3 separate regions of the Pan troglodytes genome follow, and all the other regions are linked to region 2. Evidence: chromatin contacts called from public Hi-C data. All regions are on one chromosome and are shown on one strand. The core of a region is the stretch at or near the end of the contact, and the rest is flanking DNA. Distances in the headings are between cores, read along the strand shown.

The links. A called contact is a pair of places that touch in the nucleus more often than the background predicts.
Region 1: a Hi-C map of stem cell-derived neural progenitor cells shows a contact between it and region 2, with 7 times the contacts expected there. The contact joins the promoter of SPTSSA here to the enhancer-like site in region 2. A contact is called at or near these places in 1 of 7 Hi-C or Micro-C datasets (stem cell-derived neural progenitor cells) and 1 of 1 datasets of contacts at active chromatin or transcription factors (stem cell-derived excitatory neurons).
Region 3: a Hi-C map of stem cell-derived neural progenitor cells shows a contact between it and region 2, with 4 times the contacts expected there. The contact joins two enhancer-like sites. A contact is called at or near these places in 2 of 7 Hi-C or Micro-C datasets (induced pluripotent stem cells and stem cell-derived neural progenitor cells).

What each region holds. Positions count from the first base shown.
Region 1 is chr15:32,687,805-32,691,268 of NHGRI_mPanTro3-v2.0_pri, forward strand. It overlaps SPTSSA (serine palmitoyltransferase small subunit A), which reads right to left and starts at 2,061. Exons shown (of 2, transcript XM_016925987.4): 1 at 1,886-2,061. The coding sequence starts at 1,997.
Region 2 is chr15:32,558,230-32,561,991 of NHGRI_mPanTro3-v2.0_pri, forward strand. All of the region lies in intron 1 of LOC104001998 (a long non-coding RNA gene), which reads right to left. Among named protein-coding and RNA genes, the nearest start is that of SPTSSA, 130 kb to the right of the region's middle. Within about 2 kb of position 1,897, at least 1 of the 24 cell types and tissues checked has an H3K27ac peak or open chromatin away from gene starts, as enhancers often do. A contact at or near this core is called in stem cell-derived neural progenitor cells, where this site is marked.
Region 3 is chr15:32,722,388-32,725,718 of NHGRI_mPanTro3-v2.0_pri, forward strand. No RefSeq gene overlaps it. Among named protein-coding and RNA genes, the nearest start is that of SPTSSA, 34 kb to the left of the region's middle. Within about 2 kb of position 1,859, at least 6 of the 24 cell types and tissues checked have an H3K27ac peak or open chromatin away from gene starts, as enhancers often do. A contact at or near this core is called in stem cell-derived neural progenitor cells, where this site is marked.

The DNA.
Region 1 (3,464 bases), core at 811-3,310, 130 kb after region 2:
GACTGGCTTATGTCAAACAATTGCATTTCTAACCTGAGTTAATTCAATAACGTGAAATTTGAAATAAGATTTTTTTTATCTTAAGTTTAAAATCATAAGGTTCTGTAATATTGGATGTCAGTTGGTTGCAGTTCTCACCTATTTGGAAAAAAAATTGAAACTACTTGTCGCTAAACCAATGGTAACTCAAAAACATTAAAGGCAAATATCTACTAAGGCACTATATTTCATTTCATAATTTATTTCTCCATCCCCCAAAAAAGCCATCACCTAGTTATTTATAGGACACTATCACTATTGCAACATAACAGAAAAATCTTAACATCATTGATAACTGTAGCATTTTAGTGTGTAAAATCTATATTAGATTTTAGGTGTCAAATCTATACTAGATTCTAATAGTGCACTCTATATTCAACCTCTGATTTAAAGAGTTTCAATTTAACCCAGCATTGTTTAAATTAATTTTAGAATGTGTTATGTCAGTCAAGATATACTTGCTTCTACTGAGAGACTTCTATTAAATATGCATTCAAGTATATATTTTACAAGGCATGACCTTGCAAGCCCTAAAGAGTGAGACTAAACTGCAGCTACAAATAAATGGTGCAGGAAATCAAAGCAAACTATATTCAGAGTCTAAATCCAAAATATGCATTCTGGTTCTTAAATTCCAGGTTTGGAAAGAAATGCCAACAGTAATAAATAAATAAACTGCTTTGAAAGCATCTCAAATTCCTCAAAAGTGCTTAAACAAAAGACTCAGCTTTGAGTACAACCTTAAGCTATCTCAAAACAAATAAACACACTTGATAAGGCTTAGAATGAAATTACCTCAGTCACTCACTGGAATGCAACAATGCATTCGCAAAGTTATTCTGAAGTAAGCTACTCCAACTAAACCACACTGAAAAGGAGAGAACGTGGATAAACTAAACATGTTTTGTGAAATACCTGTTTTGTATTGGCCTGAGTTTTTTAAAAGTTACATCTCATTCATTATCAGTATTTAATCTGCAAGAATATCATCAAAGGATGTCAATATGGACAAGCAGAGACAAGAAACATCAGACTTTCAGGGAGCCTATCTTCACAACCCTGAGTTATTAATTGAAGTTCTCGAAGTTAGATAAGTTAAGATACAGACAACGTGCTTTGCACAAATGCTTTGCTTATAGTAACCACTCAGTAGTCATTAACAAGAATTTATTAACTATCCACCAAAACAGTTTCAAACCCTACCGACAACTAACCACAAATTGCACCACTTTTCGGGCCGACTTCTACGGACGGTGCACAGAAGCAATAAATACACTTTTAAAACTCCCCAACTTGAAGACCAAAAAGATACAATAACTTAAACTGCTTTCAAAAACTACTGGAGTGTCATGCCTACAAATTCAGAACCTGGCTTAAAAGCTAGTTAACTGATTAGAATTCTTGGTAGACCCAAAGCCAACTAAATCAGGAACACTTAAAGGTCAAAGGCGTCCAAGCCGGGAGCGATGTGCTCCACTGTTACATGATCCCCGCCTCCTACAGGAACAGGGGACTGAACCAAAGGCAGTTGCGGCCGAAGTGCAGGCGACACACAGGGTTACACATCACCTTCGGAGATTTCCTCCAGGAATCGAGACGCTTCTCCCTTGCGTCCAGCGACTCACAGGTGACCCCGGATCTCAAGAGTTCTCGTCTCCCCCACCCCCCACTTAACCCCGCGAGCGCCGCCCTCGGCCCCCAGACCTCCCCCTGCCCCCCGGCTTCCGCGCACAGGACCGGCGGGGCCGCCGCTCCAGCCTCCACCCCAGGCCCGGGGCCTGGGAAATGCGGCCCCGCGGCCCGCGCCCCCAGCCCGGCCCCCGCGCGCGCGGCCGGGACAGGATACTGAACACCGTCCGCTCCCAGGGCTCCAGCATGTAGAGCGCCGTGACCAGCAGGTACTGGTAGTAGAACCAGGACATCTGCTTCCAGGCCCGCGCCAGCGCCATCCCCGCCATGCGCCTCCCGCGATGCAGCTCACACGTCAGTCTGTCCGGCCGGCCGCCCGCTCACGTCCTAAAGCCCCCGGCCGCCAGGCCCGCCCGCCCGCCACCCAGCGCCCATTGGCCCGCCCGGCCCCGCCGTCACCCGCGGCACGCCCAGCCCCGCGCGCGCCCCGGCCGCCAGCCCCTAGCCCCGCCCGACCCGCGCTCATTGGCCAGGCCGCTACCTCGCGTCGCGTCGTCCCCTCCCGTTTCCCCGCCCGGGCATCGCCCACGCTAGCCGGAGAACGGTCCCCGCGAGAGCGCCCAGCCGCGCCGCGCCCCACCCCGCCCGGCCCGGCCGGTGGTGGGCGGGGCGTCAGTGCCGGCCGGGGTCCCGGGGCCCGCGCAGCCCAGCGGGCGCTCGGTCCATCCACACTGGCCGAGAGCGCTTGCGGAAGAAATATTTCTGCAACACTTGTTATGCCTCAGGCATCCTTCTGAGAAGGAGGATTGCCAGGGAGAACCGGAATGCCTTCGGTTCCTTACCTTGTGCAGCTGGCGGCCTAGCTGGGAGACAAGCATTAATCAAGTCGTGATCCGTGTAAGAGGAGATAAGGGGCTGAGAGAGGGTGAGGAGGCGAACGCCACCTAATAAGGAGGTCTGGAAAGGCGTCCTTGTAGAAGGGATGCACATTCGGCCTCCTTCCTCCCTTCCCCCACCCATGCACACACACACACACAAACACACCCACCTAGACGGACATAACCCATGCACTCCCTAACCCAGAGACCGCTTACCAAAAACATCTATCTGCCCACCTCTTAGTGGCTGTAGGTAACCACCAAGTGGGTCAAGGCCAGAAGCGCGCTGATCTAGTGGGTTCTGCAGATGACAGGCAGCTTGAGATTGGTATGAGGGCTGGTGATACTTCCTAGAGATGCACTCCTGGATGCCCAGATTTTCCCACTGCCAGATGGGCCAGCAACATTGCACTGGCCACAAGGAGCTCCATGCACTGGTGTAGCATGTGAACTGCCACAATTAAATGGCCTGCTGTTTAAATGTTAAAAGTCTTCCAGGTTAAACATACTATCTTCCAGGTTAAACATACTACTGCTTAAACTTTAAAAGTTTCATGGTTAATAACTATTCATTAAAAGTATCAAGTGCCGGCCAAGAGCCGTAGCTCATGCCTGTAATCCAAGCACTTTGGGAGGCTGAGGCTGGCGGATCACTTGAGTCCAGAAGGTCGAGACCAGCTTGAGCAACATGGTGAAACCCCGTCTCTACCAAAAAAAATAAGTAAATAAATAACAAAAAGTTAGCCAGGGGTGGTGGCGTGCACCTGTAGTCCCAGCTACTCAGGAGGTTGAGGCGGGAGGATTGCTCGAGCACGGGAGGTCGAGGTTGCAGTGAGCCAGGATGGTGCCACTGCACTCCATCTTAGGTGGCAGAGCAAAAGAAAGGAAAGAAAGGAGAGAGAGAAAGAGAGGAGAAAA
Region 2 (3,762 bases), core at 647-3,146:
CCAGCACTTTGGGAGGATGAGGCAGGTGGATCACCTGAGGTCAGGAGTTCAAGACCAGCCTGGCCAACATGGTGAAATCCCCATCTCTATTAAAAAAAAAATTAGCCAAACTTGTTGGCATGCACCTGTAGTCCCAGCTACTTCAGAGGCTGAGGCAGGAGAATCACTTGAACCCGGGAGGCGGAAGTTGCAGTGAGCCAAGAACACACCACCACACTCCAGCCCGGGCGACAGAGCGAGACTCAGTCTCAAAAAAAAAAAAGTGCATATAAAAACTGGTGAAATCTGAATAAAATCTGAACTTTAGTTAATACCAATGTCAATTTCCTGGTTTGCTAATGTGCTAGGGTTAAGATGCTATCTTAAACTAAGGGTATATGGGAACTCACTATACTATTTTCACCACTTCTCATGGGTAATTCTCAAGTATTTATACTCTAAAAGTACTTATACTTCTTATAAGTATTTATACTCTCAAAGTATCTCAAATTTTTTTTAATCTTAACCTAATAACAAAGTGGACCAAATGGAACATCTTTTGAGACTTTGTACCTCATCATGATTCAGGCAAGGCACAACCAGTATCAAAATACTCAGAGAAAGAGGCATTTACAAAAGGAAAGAAAAGTTCACCTTCCAAGAGAGCAAGAGAATCAGACTTCCGAAGGACTGGTCGGTTAAATAAAAAATATAACAAGGACTTACAGGGAAAATGTGCAGTATTACCAAAGTTACAAAATATCCATTCACGTGTTTCTGGTGAGAAAGCAGCAACCTACTCACTTGACTGCTGTATTCACAAAGCTCTCGCCATAGCTCTAAACATCCACATAGCAAATATGGGGTCCGGGGGCTTGTTTTGGAAGGTGCCCAAGTTTACAATAAACATTCACGTTTTATTATTTGGGGACCAGGCCTGTCAGGGTGACTCTGATACTTCTGATTTATCTCAGGGTGCAAAGTTTTTATGTTTTTGTTTTTTACTGTTAAAGGTGAAGTGTTTAGACATACTGGAAACAGAGCAGATTTGGCTTTTATGCAGAACATGTGTGATCTGCCAAAAGCACCTTCACTTTAACCCCTGTCATGACTGGGTCTGAGACTGATTTTCCCCACCACCCACTGTGACCCCACTGGGTCAAGGCTTGTGTCTGCGTGTCTGCTGTTTCTCATAGAGTATCACAGTGGAGAAATCATGAAGAATGCAGTCAACAAATTAAGAGGACTTGGAGACCATTCAAGAGTCTGGAACAAACTAATGAATGAATTATAAGAACTTAGGAAATAACAAAACAGTCAACATTCATTGGCTTATGAGATAGACACTACACAGAGTGCTTTCTATATATCATCTCATTTCATCCTCACCACAGAAGGCAGGCATTAGTCTCGTTCTCAGTGATGGGCCTGAGACTCCCCTGACTCCAGAGCTCATATTCGTAACCAGTACACTATGCCCACTTTTAGAAAAGGAAGCACTAAGGTTCACTAAGGACAAGCCATGCGTAATCTTATCACCTCTATAAATGGGACTTCCAAACTAACAGATCTGAGAAATAGGACAGACCTGATTTCAGCAAGGGATTGACAAGATTTTTATTATTAAGGAGAATGACAAGTTTGAAATGAGATCTTAAAGCCAGGACACAAGGAACAGAAACAATCACATGTGGGGATGCTTTAGTGAGAATTAAAGCTGCAGATGAAGAGGCTGGAGTGCATGGATTTTTCCATAGTCTCTAGGTATGTTGTGTGTTTTTCTCGATACGTGAATCTAACCAGTGAAATTCTTCTCACGCCGAGCCCCCAGTTTGTTCCACCTGGAAATTATTAATACCTTGTCTTCCTGCCTTTGACCTGGAACGGCAGTGTGAGAATATTCTCCCAGGGGGCAGCAGAGAGCAGCAGGACGCTCCAGCATTGGAAGCCATACCCTGGAACCAGCTCAGACCTGTCCTCAGGGGCACCCAGGCTGGGCCCAAAATCTCAGAGTGTGCAAACACAAGCCTTCATAAACTGCCCCTACTAAACCTCACCTGCCCCAACCAGCACCACAGATACAAATCACACTGCCAAGGCAAATGGCAGAAGGAAGGGTGAGGCAGGGATAAGAAACTATATACACACCGATGGGGAGGGGGAAGCCTCACCTGCTTTAACCCAACTTGTTTTTCAGGTCCAGAAAAGCTGCACCCTTTGCAGCTTTGCTTCATGTCCATGTATTAAATGCATATTCACGCAGAAAAATGTATCATGAGAATGTTAAATAAGAAAGGCCCCTGACCTGAGGCTCTCTGTACTCTCAGTTCCTAGGTAATGAACCGCAACCTAACTTAGCACATAAACTGAAAACCTAACTTGGGAGAATAACAAACAGCTGAGTCTCAGCCAGTCTGCAGCCCAGCTTCAGCCAATCACAGGCTGCCAACTGATCAGACCCGAGGCCAAATAAGGCAACAGCTGAGCTGCAACCAACCAGGCTATTTCTGTACTTTAACTTGTTTTCTATATCACTGCTTCTTTGCAGAGTTCTCTGAATCTTTTGTAATTCTGAGTGCTGCCCGATTCATGAATCATTCCTTGCTCAAATAAACTGCTAAATTTAAATTGTCTAGAGGTTGTTTTGTTTTTTTAACAAGAGGCTTGTTTAAAAAGGCTCCTACTGAGGCAGGAGAATAGGATCTGGAGGCAGGAAACCTTCACGCAGACTTCCTAGAACTAAATTGAAAGGAAAACCCTAACTTTCCACACCTAAGCAACAAAACGACCAGAGGCTACTCTCTTTGACCTTTTCTGCACGACAAATGGGAAATTGGGTGTCAACAACAAATCAGACTGATTGCAGGTGGAGTCTTCTTTTGCAACTTGGTAACTTCACTCCAGCCTCTGAATAGTTGCGGTCCACAACCAGTCAGACCGATTGCAGGCCAAGTCTTCGTTTGCACATAGAAGTATAACTTTGTAACTTCACCCTAGCCTCCGATTGGTTGCAAAATGCCTCTGATAGGTTTGCACAGGAGTGACCTTTGTAACTTCAGCCTCTGGTTGGCTGCTTTCTGCAACGAGACTGATTGTAGGCTACCAATTCATTTACATGAGGTGAGCATGAAGTGGCCAATGGGAAACTTCCAGTGGGTATTTGGACCCAAGAAGATTCTGTATCCGGGCTCTTGAGCCGCAGCTCGGGTTCGCTCCCACCCTACGGAGTGTACTTTCGTTTTCAATAAATCCCCGCTTTCATTCTTTTGTTGCTTCTTTGCTTTGGTGGGCGTTTTGTCCAATTCTTTGTTCAAAATGTCAAGAACCTGGACACCTTGCAGTCACAACCCCACTACCAGTGACACTACTGCCTCTCAGACAAGAACACCCAGAGGCTGGGCACGGTGGCTCACGCCTGTAATCCCAGCACTTTGGGAGGCCAAGGAGGGCGGATCACAAGGTCATGAGATCGAGACCATCCTGGCTAACATGGTGAAACCCCGTCTCTACTAAAAATACAAAAAATTAGCCGGGCGTGGTGGCAGGTGCCTGTAGTCCTAGCTACTCGGGAGGCTGAGGCAGGAGAATGGCGTGAACCCGGGAGGCGGAGCTTGCAATGAGCCGAGATTGCGCCACTGCATTCCAGCCTGGGCGACAGAGCGAGACTCCGTCTCAAAAAAAAAAAAGAACACCCAGAGAAGAGCAAGGAGGGTGTGTGGCCCAAAGGTGAGGTTTCCTTTCTATCCCCTCAAACTTTTACTTTAAGGGCCACTCAGGTTTTTA
Region 3 (3,331 bases), core at 609-3,108, 160 kb after region 2:
GAATTATTTATCACGTCATATAGAGGAAAGCTGTCTTGCCCGGTGCAGTGGCTCATGCCTGTAATCCCAGCACTTTGGGAGGCTGAGGAGGGTGGGTCACCTGTGGTCAGGTGTTCCAGACCAGCCTGGCCAATGTGGCAAAACCCCGTCTCTACTAAAAATACAAAAATTAGCCAGGCGTGGTAATGCACACCTGTAATTCCAGTTACTTGGGAGGCTGAGACAGGAGAATCGCTGGAACCCAGGAGGCGGAGGTTGCAGTGAGCTGAGATCACACCAGTGTACTCCAGCCTGGGCGACAAAGCGAGACTTCGTCTCAAAAAAAAAAAAAAAAAAAAAAAAAAGGAAAGCCATCTTGGCAGCCTTGTGTTGCAGAACTTTTCCTTAGTTCAGCTAAGGATGGGGTCCTTGTCCATCCCATGGCCAAGACAACTGAGGCTCGTAGATGGTCTGAAGGGTGAGTAAAGCAGGGTTTTATTAGGTAAAAAAGAAGAAAAGGGGGAAGCAGGGACTAATAAGCAGGGACCACTATATTTGATTCAATAAAGTAATTCTGAACCAAAAGCTAAACACTTAAAAGCCAAAGTTGGCCGGGCGCGGTGACTCACGCCTGTAATCCCAGTGCCTTGGGAGGCCGAGGCGGGCAGATCACCTGAGGTCAGGAGTTCAAGACCAGCCTGGCCAACATGGCGAAACCCCATCTCTACTAAAAATACAAAAATTAGCCAGGTGTGGTGGCTAATGCCTGTAATCTCAGCTACTTGGGAGGCTGAGGCAGGAGAATCTCTTGAACCTGGGAGGCAGAGGTTGCAGTGAGCTGAGATCATGCCATTGCACTTCAGCCTGGGCGACAATAAGTGAAACTCCATCTCAAAAAAAAAAAAAGCCGAAGTTACTTTATAAAGCAGCTTACTCAGTAAAAGAAGAAAGATTACTCTGGCCCTAGTCCCTAAAGCCCTGCAAAACCTGGCATTTCTGCACATGCATGGGAACCCTGGGGAACTCCCACCTGTTTGGCAATTTACAGACCCAGGAACAGAGCCTAGCGCGTTGGCTCACACCTGTAATCAGCAGTAGAAGGCCAAGGCAGGCCGATCACTTGAGGCCAGGAGTTGGAGACCAGCCTGGCCAACATGGAGAAAACCCATCTCTACTAATAATACAAAAATTAGCCTGTGTGATGGCATGCACCTGTAACCCCAGCTACTCAGGAGGCCGAGGCAGGAGAATCACTTGAACCTGGGAGGCGGATGGTGCAGTGAGCCAAGATCAGGTGACTGCACTCCAGCCTGGACAACAGAGGGAAACTGTCTCAAAAACAAAACAAACAAACAAAAACACAAGAACAGGGGACAGGAAAAGCCACTTCGTTTGGGAGCCTTTAAAGTCATTAATGTTAGCTACTTCTACGTCAGCACAGAGGAATTACACACCAAGGTGGTCTAAGATGTTAAGAATTCATTTAAACATGAGACTACTTCTTTTGGATTCTGTAAGTGCTAATGTTGAGAAATTCATGACTATTGCTTACCTGTTTGCATTTTATTTAAGGATGTTCTGGAAGAGCATTATCACATTTTCCCATCAGAGCTTGTGCAAAGAGGAAGCATTAGTGCTTCCTCCATCACTAAAGGAGAGGCCTTGCTTTTGAAGGCGGGGCCAGAGATTCTGCAAGTAGCTCACAGCATGGCTTAAGGCTCTGCGTGAAGGCTCAAGTTAGCCGATTTTGACACATATGCAAATGATTATTTGCTAATCAAGCAACAACCAGAGTCATTAGCGCCTTTACAGCCCTTGGGATTGTGAGGACAAGTTGGTCAGGAGACAGGTGGCGCTCACTACCCCCATCTTGGATCTGTTGAGAGTTGCAGATCAGTAAAAACTTGGGAGCAACCCCGATGACTCATGTCTGAGTTGTCTCAACAGTGTGTTCCGGGAACTGGTAGAACAAATGGAATCTTTCAAAGGCCCAGGTCGCAAGAAGCTCACAGCCCAGATATGTAAGCATTACGCACAATTCCATTACCCCTGCAAGGCAAGCAGCCCACGCCAGCAACAGAGGCCAACCAGCCACAGGCTTCACTCAGGCAGCTTTGGTTTCATCTACAGATCCTGCTTTATTGTAACATGAGCACTGATGAAAAATTGGTAGGACTGAGAAAGTTAAAACTCTGCCCTGCCCAGATTAGGATAACAGACACACATAAAGGCATCTACAAAATTAAGAAGAAAGCGTCTCTCCCAACGACACATTACAGCTGTAAAGTATTGTCTTCTTTGAATGACCACTGCTCTCTTACTGAAAGCCTTTGTTCTCGGAAATCACAGAGTATCAGAAACTTTGCTGTATGAAATTCTATCAGTAAGAATGAAATGTTCCACTCTTGGCCAGGTGACTCTAAGTCACCTTAATACAGAGAAGCAGCCTTAATTGACAAGCCAAGTCCAAGGCTTCCGAATGGGGATCTGTGGACACAGCATTCCTCATCTAAACTTTGCAGTTTCCAAGGAAACAACACTCTAAGGGCATTTTGCAGTTCAGGCCTGACATTGATTCTTTTACACAAGCCCTGTTTTGCTTTGAGTTGTCAAAACACTGCTTCATTGAAAGTTTATCTCCACCCTTCCCCCAAATCCTACATAAACTGTCCTTTGGGGGCAGGCGTGGTGACTCATGCCTGTAATCCCAGCACTTTGGGAGGCTGAGGTGGGCGGATCACTTGAGGTCGGGAGTTCTAGACCAGCCTGGACAACATGGTGAAACCCCGTCTCTACTAAAAATACAAAAATTAGCAAGGCGTGGTGGCAGGCGTCTGTTATCCCAGCTACTGGGAGGCTGAGGCAAGAGAATCACTTGAACCTAGGAAGCGGAGGTTGGAGTGAGCCCAGATCATGCCACTGCACTCTAGTCTGGACAAGAGCAAAACTCCGTCTCAAAAAAATAAAATAAAATAAAATAAAAAACACACACAGAAAAACAAACAAAAAACTGTCCTTTGGTCCTCTGGTGTACAGTCTACCTCATTGCAACGGGTTAATAAACCTGACTTTCTCAGATTCCAAGTCTGTGCCTGAATGGGCTAGGACTGCATCGCAATCTATGAGAACCCTGCTGGTCTCAAAAAGGCTACATAACAATCTGTTTAGTATAGTATTTGGGATATGACTATACATGTGTTGCAGGGAAAAACATTTAGCAAATTTATGCCCGAGATTCAGTTTCTTAATAAATATAGTCATTTGTTAGCTTAAAACTTAATTCTGTCCTTGAATTATGATTATTAAAATGTGAAAATAGCATTTTAAGAGCCTTAAAGTCTGCTTTAAAAGA